2 separate regions of the Triticum aestivum genome follow, and region 2 is linked to region 1. The links are chromatin contacts, called in public Hi-C maps. All regions are on one chromosome and are shown on one strand. The core of a region is the stretch at or near the end of the contact, and the rest is flanking DNA. Distances in the headings are between cores, read along the strand shown.

Evidence for each region. A called contact is a pair of places that touch in the nucleus more often than the background predicts.
Region 2: a Hi-C map of leaf shows a contact between it and region 1, with 5 times the contacts expected there. The contact joins the promoter of LOC123145743 here to the promoter of LOC123145739 in region 1. A contact is called at or near these places in 2 of 5 Hi-C or Micro-C datasets (leaf and an unstated tissue).

Annotation. Positions count from the first base shown.
Region 1 is chr6D:447,340,048-447,346,130 of IWGSC CS RefSeq v2.1, forward strand. It overlaps LOC123145739 (serine/threonine-protein kinase RIPK), which reads right to left and starts at 4,503. Exons shown (of 3, transcript XM_044565222.1): 1 at 3,813-4,503; 2 at 3,594-3,730; 3 at 1,973-2,804. The coding sequence starts at 4,374. The coding sequence ends at 2,106. LOC123145738 (protein OPAQUE1) reads left to right here. Exons shown (of 38, transcript XM_044565221.1): 33 at 313-412; 34 at 629-685; 35 at 776-832; 36 at 913-993; 37 at 1,075-1,157; 38 at 1,303-1,711. The coding sequence ends at 1,423.
Region 2 is chr6D:447,489,444-447,495,768 of IWGSC CS RefSeq v2.1, forward strand. LOC123145743 (isoleucine--tRNA ligase, chloroplastic/mitochondrial) reads left to right here and starts at 4,760. Exons shown (of 22, transcript XM_044565225.1): 1 at 4,760-5,022; 2 at 5,097-5,265; 3 at 6,309-6,325. The coding sequence starts at 4,999.

The DNA.
Region 1 (6,083 bases), core at 3,253-5,752:
CACATGATAGCCAGTGCCATGTGTTGCAACAGTGATCCTCTAAGATTAGTTGACAAACAATACAACTCTTCAACGAATGGTAAAATCTTGTTCCTTTTATTTGCGAATAGATCACTGTAGCTATAATTCTGGGTTGAGGAAAGGGTCTATATGTGACGGAACAAATAGGATTCTTTGGGTTAAAAAATTGTAGGTAATGGGACACTGACACTTCAGAAAATGCTTTGTCAGTATGGTACAGATAAGGGACCAGCAGAATAATGAGATTCTACTTCACTTTCAGTCATACTAACAATTTTTTTGTGCCATCAGTCTTCTTCTTCGGCGTGAATGTTGTACATTCTCCAATGGAGAATATGTTAAAGCTGGACTGTCATTGCTGGAGAAATGGATTACTGATGTCTCTGAGGAGGTAAGTTGTGCTAGTACTACATTCTGCTTGTCTGGTTGGCATATAATTCAGGAAGTGGACTACGAGAAACCCTGACAATCTGGTTCCGCTCGTTTCATGTCCAATAATATTGTTCCATTTTTCCTGTTATATCTTTCTGTGTGGCTACTTATTTTCTGTGTGGCTACTTATTTTCTGTTCTGTTCTTCACAAATTTATTATCCGTTTTACTTTTAGTTTGCAGGAACTTCTTGGCATGAGCTTAATTATATTAGACAAGCTGTCGGATTTTTGGTAATTGCTTGTGCAAGATGCACTTTCTCCGAGTCATTTCTGTTGCATCTTCTATGCCTTGGGGTATTTCTCACTGATTACATAATGTAGGTTATACACCAAAAAAGGAAGAAGACACTTGAGGAGATCAGTCAAGATCTCTGCCCGGTAAGACTGTGTACAGCTTCTGTTTTTGCTGTTAGCCATCATTTTGTTGCAGACTATAACCAGCCCCTTTTCACGTGTAGTCCTTGAGCCTTAGGCAAATCTACCGGATATGCTCAATGTACTGGGACGACAAGTACAATACCCAGGGAATATCAAATGAGGTATGCACTTTTAGCTTTGGACCTTTCGTCTTTTAGATTTTGTCTTGCGTTATTTGTCTTGAAAATGTTACGGTTTTACAGGTTGTTGCCGCAATGCGGGAGATGGTCAACAAAGATACTCAGAACCTCGCGTCAAATTCCTTTTTGTTGGATGATGATCTAAGGTAGCTGTGATTTTCTTGTTAGTTACCGCTTAGCACACTGTAGAAAATGCACCTTTCGAACTTCCGTGTTTTTGTTTGTCAAAAGTGGAATATGTTTTAAGTGGTTGCTGATTTTGTACTTACATTTGATGCTTGCTTGGTGCAGTATACCGTTTTCGACCGAGGATTTGTCAATCGCCATCCCAGCAATAGATTATGCGGATGTGGAGCTGCCGGAATCGCTTCATCACTATCCATCTGCGCAGTTTCTACTGACGGCATCATGACCCACTCCCTGTGTAATAGAACAACGAGGTTTGTGCTGCCGTGAAGATCAGTTAATCCCCAGATTTTTATGGGGTTGCACCCCTTCAGCAATGTTGTACTGTTGTTTAGGTTTCTAGAGCAAATTTGATCTAGGGTGGAAGAGGGGTGAATAGGTATGCAGTTCCAAAGCAACAATTGTTGCTAGACGCCGAACGGCCCTGGCTTCGTGGGTGTCCAGTTGTCTTGGCTATCTATGTTGTACAAAGAATACTGTAGAAAATGCTAAGCAGTTGCCCGAAATTGATTAACATCTGTGGCAAAATGTCCTGTTTGGTGCAGAACATGTTTCGCACTCGTAACCAGATGCGTTCTAATCTCCGGAAAAGTGTTGGTAGTTGAAAGCATTAGCTATGGGAGTGGTTGAACTTGTTTTAGTCCCTGTACCAAACAATCAGCTGCAGATGATTCGTTTTTTGAAAGGAACGTCTTAATCAAGAAAGAACACCATAGTTTTGGCCTGGAAAAAATTCTCTACTAACACCTTTTGCTCTTGTGTGATACAAATACAATCACCAAGAAAAGAAAATAAAAATAAATCAACCAACAGATTACACATCCTGGTTCTTTCAATTATGTACACTTTGAACAATTTGGACAAAAAAAGAACTCACGCACACACGAACTCACGCGTGGCGTCGTTGCTCACGCCCCTCTGTCCCTTCTCTGCCTCGGCGAGCCCCGGCTCTCGTTCCCCGCCACCGAGCTCGCGTACTTCGGCGCCGCGCTCTCGGCGTTCACGGCCGAGCGCTGGCACTTCTTCCTGGCCGCCGCCGCCGCTGCGCTAGCGCCGCCGTCCTTGGCCTCCTCGCCGGCCTCCGCGGCCTTATCGGCCTTGTCGGCGACGACCTTGGCCACCGGCGACGGCTCCGACGGCGCGGTGTAGACGAACAGCCCGGCGGGCACGTCGCGGGACATGCGCATGAGCGGCTCGAGCGAGTCGACGACCTCGCGCATGGTGGGGCGGTTCTTGGGCACGCTGTGCAGGCAGTTGTACGCCACCGTGGCGGCCTTGGCGGCGGCCTCGGCGGAGTAGCTGCCCTCGAGGCTGGGGTCCATGACGCGGTGCAGCTTGTCCGGCCGCCGCAGGTAGGGCCGGGCCCAGTCGACGAGGTTCTGCTCGCGGCCGCGGCGGCGCTTGTCGACGCTCCGACGGCCCGTGAGCAGCTCCAGCAGCACCACCCCGAAGCTGTACACGTCGCTCCTCGCCGTGAGGTGGCCCGTGAGGATGTACTCCGGCGCCGCGTAGCCGTGCGTGCCCATGACGCGCGTCGACACGTGCGTGTCGTCCCCCGACGGGCCCTCCTTCGCCAGCCCGAAGTCCGACAGCTTCGCCGTGTAGTCCTGCAATACATAGGCGCACACACAGTCAGAATCACGGGTCGATCGACGTGTACTGGTTAATAGTAATATACACGTGAATTGCATGCACGGTTGTTTTAGGTGGAAGTGTACCGAATTGTTGTGTATTTGTTGACATTTCTACGTGGTTATCTGGAGTGCCAAGTAAAGTGGCTGTGTTAGGTGATCGTACTAGATGTATACTGGCTACGTGTGGTTGATTTAGACAGGTGCGACTATGTTAGCCGGCTAGCTCCTACAGGCTACAGCTTGTGCGTTCTAGCTGGTGCTAATATAGCCTAGCCTAGGAGACTTAAGAACAGACCAACTGGCCAATTTTGTATCATCCTCGAGGGCACGTTTCCTGCCTCCTCACAATGACAGCAACATTTATGCTTGTCTGATCCCGTCCGAGGCATAGACAATTCGACCGGGAAAAAAGGCTACTGGTTCTACGCATATTCAAATTTGTGGTTGTTAGTGGCTAACAGTAATTAAGTATATACACTACCATAGAGATTAAGTCTAGGGCTTTGCTCGTTCAACGGATCAAAGTCTCTGAGACATCATCATTAGAGAAACTAAACCGACAGAGATCGGCCAACGAGCCAGTTTTAAAACGTGCTGGCACGTACGCGCGCAGACGCAGATGGTCGTCATATCAAATCGTATCTGCTGGGAGGCACCGACGAACTAGTCGTGCGTGCGTGTACAGAGGAAAGGAGGTATGGAGGTATGAACGGGATATGATATGCCCGCCGGAGTTGGTAGGGATGGTGGAGGAGCACTGACCGATTCGAGCAGGATGTTGGAGGCCTTGAAGTCCCGGTAGATGACCGGCGTCTCCGCCTCGTGCAGGAACGCCAGCCCCTTGGCCGCCCCCACCGCGATCTTCAGCCTCGTCGCCCACGGCAAGCTCGCCAGCAGATCTGCGCAACAAAAATCATCCAAGATCAGTAACCATGTCGGCGTGATCAATCATCGAAGAACTGTATGTGGACGAATTCTTACTCTTGAAGAGGTGGTGCTCGAGGCTGCCGCGGGCCATGTACTCGTACACCAGCATGCGGTGGTGCTCCTGGTAGCAGTAGCCGACGAGCTTCACCAGGTGCGGGTGGCTGAGCTGCATGCCGAGGTAGACGACCTCGGCGAGCCACTCGCGGTGGCCCTGGGGGCCCTCGGCGTCCAGGTACTTGACGGCCACGTGCTGCGGCTGCATCCCCGGCACCACCTTGTCGTCGAGGAAGCCCTTGTAGACCGGCCCGAACCCGCCCTCCCCGATGAAGTGGCTGCCGGAGAAGTTGCGCGTGGCGGCCCGCAGCTCGGCGACGGTGAAGGCGTGCATCCCCGACGAGGCCAGCGTGCGGGACAGGTCGTCGAAGGAGAGCGTCCGCAGCCGCGCCGTCGCGCTCGGCGCCCGCCGCATCGACTTCTTCTTGGGTTTCTTGGTGGACGCCCTCGGCGGCGCCGTGGCCTTGGCCGTGGCCGTGGTCGCCTCGTCGCCGTCCGCCACCGCCGCCGGGTCCGTGGCGCCGCCGCGCGGGTAGAAGCAGCCCTTCAGGAACGCCCTCATGGTGCCGATGGAGGTCGAGTGGTTCCTTCCTTGGCGATCGGTCGAGTGCAACGAACTGGATTCTTCCTCTGGTTTGTTGGAATGGGAATCGATGGGAGTGGATGATGGGTTGACAAGATGGGTCGAGGTGCGGTGTGGAGGGTGGGTGGGGCGCGTGCGCGCATATATAGCGTGGTTTTGGGTTGGTCGGATGGAGCCATGGATGGAGGATCGGGTCGTGGTCACGGGGGAGGTAGCCCAGGCGCGGGTGTAAACGGAAGGGTCCGACGGTTTGACCTGGCCGGAGCAACGCGGCGCGGTAAAACGCATCTGCGTGGTTTGCGCGGCCGGTGACGTTGATGGTGAGATTGCTCCGGCGAGTTGGGTGTTGTGTGCTGGCTTGGGTTAGAGGTGAATGCGACTAGCTCGATCGCTAGCTGTAGGAAAAAATGATCCGGAACGCAGCTGGCTGCTGGCCGGCGTCCGACGTGTGTACGTATGACAAGGACGCGTGTGGACTCTAGCTCGTGTACTTCTTGGCCGTGCAAGTATACTGCAATTTCGTGGTCGAAATATGTTGTACAATCGGCCAGTATGTATATATGACAAGGATGTTGTATGTACGTGTCGCGCTGTAATGCACACTGTAGCCATTTTTAACACTGCATCTTGGAGTAGCTTCTGAGGTAACTGGCAACGTCAGTTCAACGGAGCCGTTGAGGAACGGCCACCTTTAGCTAGCATTTGAGACGGAGAAATTAACAGTTTTAATACGAGTAGTTTGATGATGATGATGGAAGAAAATGGCCGCGTTGTTACGTGTCGGTGTCAGGGTGCGGGTGGGAACTCTCGCTTTTGGAAAGGAAGCGTTTGGCCGGCTACATACTATGCTAAGGTGTTTTGCTATGCTAGCTATAGCTCTGCATCGTCGTGTCATGGCCAAGGTAAGATGGCGACGCACCCACCCACCATTCTCAAGAGGCTTCTCTGACTGACAAGACCAGTTCGCGCCCGTGTACGTACGTAGGAACGTTTCTGTTCTTATAATTAATTCTCAACGACTACAGGGATTTCGACAACATATATACCTTTCTAAAGAGAGGAAGGGGACTTAATTAGGTATTGAAGTTGTACATACTAAAATTGAGATACTACTACTTGTTTTTTGGGATGGAGGAAGTAGTATGTATGGTTCTGTTGAAACTTTGCTTTCCTAGGTTCAGCTGATTAGCCTCTTCTATCGTTTTGCACCAGGATGCCTTTTATTTTTATGCTTTCTGCTCTGTTGCCTTCTGATAATGGAACCCGATCCCTTTTCTGAGATCGTAAGGAAAGAAAATGCTATCGTATGGTGCCTGCTCATTAGTAGAAAACTGGGCTTTGGTCACAGGGCAATATTCACATTAGTCCCGGTTCAGTCACGAACCGGGACTAATGTGAGCATTGGTCCCGGTTCGTGCGGCCAGGGGCCTGCCGGGCCTCGTGGGGGCATTGGTCCCAGTTCGTCCGGACCCTTTGGTCCCGGTTGGTGGGACAAACCGGGACCAATGGGCCACGCTCCTGGCCCACCACCCTTTAGTCCCGGTTCATACCATAAACCGGAACTAAAGGGCTGGTCCTAGTTGCGGCCAGTGTTTAGTCCCACCTCGCCAACCGAAGGGCGCTCACACCAGTTTATAAGCCCGTCCCTCTCTGCCTTGTTGAGCTCCTCTCAAAGTGAAAATAGATGC
Region 2 (6,325 bases), core at 3,510-6,009, 150 kb after region 1:
TATAATCCCCCAAGTCAAAACTTGACACCACTAGTGCCAACTACTCGTAGTTGTTTACATGAGCCGCAAAACAAGCAACTACTAGTAAGCCGGGTTAGTTAGTAATGGATGGGGATTGAGACCCGGCTGTAGCCGTGTGTGTACGTGTAAACGGAAGCAAGTCCGTACGATTCGCCGGCGATGATTATATATACATAATACGCGGCACCACTGTCCGGCAGAGCAGCACGGGTAGAGCGTGCAAACCGTTGCTCGCCGTAAGTTCCCACGGCTACGCACCACCGATCGATGTACTAGGCGTGACCGATCGCACTGAGACGATGGAGTATTAACTCGTCCCGGCCCGGCCGGTCGCGTACGTGAGGGCACGCATGACTGATGGACCAATCCGGCTTTTCCGCTGCTCGATCACCTCCCGAGTGGACACTATAGACTACCATGCAGGCAGGCAAGACGGGGCCCAAGTAATCGACACGTACAGATGTTTCACGAGCAAGATTTATTACTAGTAAACAACATGCTCCATGACTACCCGCCTACCTATTCGAGGCCATTAGATCAGAGCGATCACAAGATAAGCACGTACGTGCTACACCTAGTACATTCCTGATCAAGCAGCTGAAAGAGACGGGGACGCCGTACGCATCGTAGAGCGTGTATGCAAGCAAGCAAGCAACCTGCAGAGAGCGCTACAGAGATCCGACACGTCCGAAACGCACATGAAAAACGCCAACACGTCGGCGTCTTCTGGTTTTATTTCACCGACTTTTCAGACACTGCTTATACAAATTTCTATGTATCAACAGATTTGGTTCGCTGAGACGAAGGTCCAAAGACTGCAACGAGATTTGCCCATGACACGTTGCTGATGGATGCAAGACGAATAAGACTTTGACATCTCCAATCCTCCAGGGAGTACATGGACGAGAAGCACGCCACTTCCTCAAGGCAACAGGGCACTCTACCGGTAACTACCGCGTCTTTAATTTGGCTGCCGAGGTCAACACAACATAGGACGTACGACCGTTCCTTCTCACAGCGTTCAGTCCATCAAGTTATATACACCCCCAAGTCAAAATTTGACACTTCTAGTAGCACTCGTTTACATGAGCCGGAAGCAAACCCCAGGAAACCGGATTAGTAAACGGCCGTGTGTAGTGTGGGTGTAAACGTACGTACGGCGCCGGCGATCACGCGGCACACGTACGGCAACCGAACCGCAGCCGCGCGCGCCGAAGCGCTGCTAGGTGCGGCCGGGCGTTGACCCCGGCCGTTGCCAACCTGCAGAGGAAGTTCAGTTCGGCGGGCTGGGATCCCTCCCACCTGCCGTCCGGCAGAGCACGGTCAGAACGTGGAAGCCGTTGCCCGCGTGACGCGCCACCGGTCGACATGCATAGAGCGCTTGATCGATCGCACCGAGATGGGAGTGTTTGATTAACTGATCGTGATAACAAAGGGGTCGCCCCCTGATGGACCAATCGGACGCTCCGCTCCCGATCACATTCAAGTGGACACTGCACATTTATCGTGCAGGCAGGACAGGAGCAAAACTGATTAAGCAGTACAGATAGCTCGTGGCCAACTGAACTGAACTGATCGTTCAATGCTTGCCATGCGTTGATTTGCCGACCACACCATAGCTATCTACCCAGCTGTTTGAAGCCACCCATCAAAGAGATCATTCATCATAGATAAGTGCTTTACTAGAGCTAGGTAGCACATCCTTTTTTTGAGAGCCAGGTCGCACATCCTGATAGCAAGCTGAAGGTGACAAGCACGCGCGTCTCAAAGCAACAAAAATGGGATATGACCGGGCTTCCAAAATCACGGTCATAATTTGGGCGTGACTATGTGACGACCGTTCCACATATTTTTTGTACAATGTTCATATAATCCAACATGAATGGTGCCACAAATGACAAAAGCAAAAAAAATGACACTGTTCATATCAGAATTTGTCTTTTGTATCTCCATGTGTAGTTTGAATTTGGATCTGAATTTTGTTGTAGGAGTTGTAGTCACATGTATTGTGAACATAAAAGAAAAAACTGAAACATTTAAATCAAAGTGTTTTTTTTAATATGGGAGCATATGATGAATGGGAGCACACGAAATTCTCCCAATACTCATGGTGAATCAGAGGATCCTTTGCTCTGCCAATTGGACACTGAATATAGGTAGGGAACTCGAACCGAACCCCTAAAATGCTTTAACCTCTCTAAATATTCTTCGTTCAGGAGTTAAGCCCACTCTAACCGAACACTCATTCGATTTAACTCCTAAAAAGTTTGAGGAGAAGTGTCCATCGCTGCTCAAATTTGAACAACCGAACCCAACTCCTAGCAAGAGTTTCCTTCGGCCGCACCTCTCTCTCTCTCTCTTGACTGAATACTAGTGGTTGGGGCGCCATCTTGTGGTGCCGCTTGAGAGGAAGTTATGTGCACGTTTTTATTTATAAAAAATAGACGGAGTCCTCACCTCCATCTAGGAAAAAAAATCATCAACACAGCCTACTAGCGAGCGTCACTTTGCGTAGCCCTCCGTTCAAAAAATATGTGGGGTCATCACCTTCATCTAAAAAGGAAAAAAATATTTTAAAAAATTCCTCACTCCATCTAAAAATAATATTCCAAAAGTCTTTTCACCGCGGCCGACCAGTTTGCGCCACATGTCATAGCCAGTTGACCGCCCTTCACGCGACGCTTAATGGGTTTAATAGGGTGCTACTCCTCGAGACGTACACGAGCTGGCATCCCAAGGAGAGCAAGTCAAGGATGAGAGAGATGACATCATTTAGATGAGGGATAACAAAGTCACATCTAGATGCGTCCTATACGGATTCGTAAGTTTTAGGGTTCGATTGGAGATGCACTGACACCCAACAAATCTCAAGTCTCACACGTCCCTTAACCTCAAGAGAGCAACTGGACACACCATGGGCACCTACATTGACTTGTTTGTAGGATATCCTTCTGCTAAACATGTTCACACTACTTGCATGTACGTATGTGCAACATGAGCTCCATCAGTTCCGAGGGCGACGTGGTATAGTTTAGCGTTCTCGATATGCCGTGCTAGGACCAAGCCGCAGTTTTCTTTTAACCGAATTGACTTCTAATTTACTTCTACCGTAGCAGAGCATATACTAGTAACTAATTCCGACAAGTTTCAATTTGCATGGAGCCTGCGTAATGCTAATTCCTACTCTCGTGATGCATTGTAGAAGTATTTAACAGGACACTTGGCACGCAAGTAAGTGCTTTTATATATATACAGGTACAAGGTAAAAGTCTCTCCACTGATTTGAGAGATTGAAACCTTGGCCGAACATCCAGCTCGTGAGGAAGATGGCCCCGGTTTCAGGTAAAATTTCTCTGGTGTTCCCACATCATGTACTATACTGCTATCTTTTAGATTAATTCATTATTTGTGACACTCGGTGCCTCATCATGTTCCGAGCAAACTAAAGTAAAGAGTTACGAGTCCATCGCGCCACCATGAACATGCATGGAGATTGGCCGTAGCAAACATGAAGCCGAATATCTTTTAAATCATGATGAGTGGACGAGAGGTCCTGGTTTTGAACTTTCGAAACCTTTTTAACTTCTGTTTTCGGGGATGATGGTTGCGATGTTAACTGCAAACGAGCTGAGATTTGTCCACGGTAACAAAGCTCTGTTTGAACCGACTTGAGTTGTGCATGAGCCAGCCTATGCTGCTTCTTCCAATCAATCTGAATCCTAGAAGGACTTCTTGCAATCAATTTCAGATTCAATGAATTTAGGGGCTGCGAGCTCATGAGTAGAGGAACTCGTAGGTCAGTTGTAACGAAATTCAGATTCATGATACAATTAGCTCACACTTGTGGACTTGCCGAACGGGACTACAAACCAAATAAATACTCCCTCCGTTTTAAAATAGATGACTCAACTTTGTACTAATTTTGGAACGGAGGGAGTATCAAACAAGCGGGAAATTGAGCAGAGGTAAGAACTCTAGGTGCAGATCTCATCTAACTAAAGAAAACGACTACGCTAATCTTATGTACTCGTGCCCTGTGACATGTGAGGCAGGGGCCTGCTGTTGTGTCCATCGGAAGCAGCGAGGGCGTGTCTCACTCGCCGTTTAGAACACCCCGCCATGCAGCACTTGCTCGTCGGCCAGCGTCGCTTTCAGGAATTGACAATCTACAAATTGGTATGCATCGAGGTGGAGCACCAAAAGCAGGACTGGAAAGTTGCGGGCTCGACCACATCGCCCGGTGGCAGGAGCGCCGGGTCTCCGGCGAGCTCCGGCGGTGATTTGTTTTCACAGAGATTAGATCGGCCTGAGGTAGGAGATGAAATTGTACAAAGAGACTAAGATGTGACCGGGGGGTTTCTGTCAAATACGTTTAAGTGGCTAAGGGGGATCCCACCTCTTATATTATCCGTTCATTTTAGATCTGATGGTTAAGAGGGAAAGTTTTCAGATTTTCACTGAACAAGCGTTTTCACCCGATACATTGCCTTCTTTGAGAGGTTCTTCTCGCTATTCTCCAGACTGCTGCCTTCTCAAAAAACAAAACTATTATTTTTGAGCGAAAAAAAAACTATTCGCAGCCTGTCCATTTACTGGGCCAAGTGGACACGGGAGCCGGGGAGCGTGTCGAACAGCTAAGAGAGCCCAAGTTGACGTCTACAGCGCGGCCTAGCCCAGTAGCTCCCTCCTCACAAAGTGGCCCAACCATGATGACGCCCTCCTCACGAACAAATGGCCCATCAAAGGGGGCCCCACACCTAGCCCACAAAAAAAACCCTCCACACCCCTCTTCTCCGGTTCAGGCTCTCTCCTCCTCCCCTCTCCCCTCGCTCGCCAATCCCCTTATCCCCCGATGCCGCCATTGCCGCGCCCATAGCAGAGCCCACCTAGCCGTCGACCGGCCGGGCAGCCCCCCTCCCCAACGGAACCAGTTCGAGCTCGCCCGCTCGCTCGCTCGTCTCGCGGCGCCGGCGTCGGATGGACGCCGTCTCCTGCTGTCGCGTAAGCGCGCCCCCCCTCCCTTGTACCGCCGAAGCTCCTAGAGGCATTCCTCACGAGCCCCCGATCTTCCGCAGGTCTTCTCGACGCAGAGATGCCGCTTCCCGCTGCGCAGGCTGGGGGCGGCGCCGGTGGCGGCGCGGCGGCCGTTCTCCACCGAGCTGAGCGACCTCTTCGCCCCGTCGTCGTCGGCCTCGAAGCGCCGGTCCCGGGGCCCCGTCATGGCCGCGAAGAAGGCCGCGGAGGGTGAGCCGTCTCTCGCTCGCGTCATTAGGGGTTCAGGGTGGGGTTTTTTGGTTTGGGGAATCGGCGACCGTCTGTTAGGTGTTGCGATGGGGCGTCAGTTTTTTGAGGTGGATTGCTCGCGAGTTGCATCCGGCGCTAGGGACTAGGGACACAAGCAGTGGTAGGATTAGACGAATGAATTTGAGAGCTTCGGATTGATTGCTGATCAGGGTTCTAAGTGAAATTTGCCCGTGGTCGTAGTTGGAACTGACGGGGTCTTCACTTGATGGATGCGTGTAACTTGAGCTTAATCTGGTCAGTCTAGCTTGATAGATATTGCTCTTTGGCAAATGTCCCATGCTGGGTCATTTCATTGTAATTAGGTCATTATGTATGTATTTTTTTATTTAAGGTTTCTACGCCTTCATCACAATTTGTCACCATGTTCTCTTTTTGGTCTGTATGAGACTTCCTTCAATATAAGCTTTCTGCATCCGGTGTCTCAGTATCAAAGCAATCTTGATTTTCATTTTGTGAATAACTAGAAGAACAGGTGAGCTTATTTTAGATGTTGGATGGTGGAAATAGCGCTCAGACGGTGGTGATTGTGTGTGTGATGATGCTAACCGATTGAGATTATATGCTATATATATGGGGATTTGATGATTTAATGAATAATTTTGCTATTTTCTTAGAAGTTCAGAGTTAAAAGTTAGAAAAACTCTCCATGTTTAATATACCTGAGTGCAGTCATGGGGATAAAAGTTCCTTTCATTGAGTCTCAATAAGACATCATTACTAGCAGGCGTTTTAATTGAGCTACTGATCCTTAATGGTATATAGGTAGTCCTTTTTTTTGCGGGAAACAGTATAGGTAGTCCGATTTGGCATGTTTCAAAATGAAAATCTCTTAATGATATAAGTGTTTTGATCTGGACCGTTTGAAATTGAAATAAGCAGTTAATTGATGTTTGACAGGTTGAGTCTTGTTTTAGTCATTGGTCCTCCTTAGGGTGTTAGAACACGGAGGTACCTGGAACTGATAGCTTGTCGGTTTTTCCTAGGTGCGAAACAAGAAGAT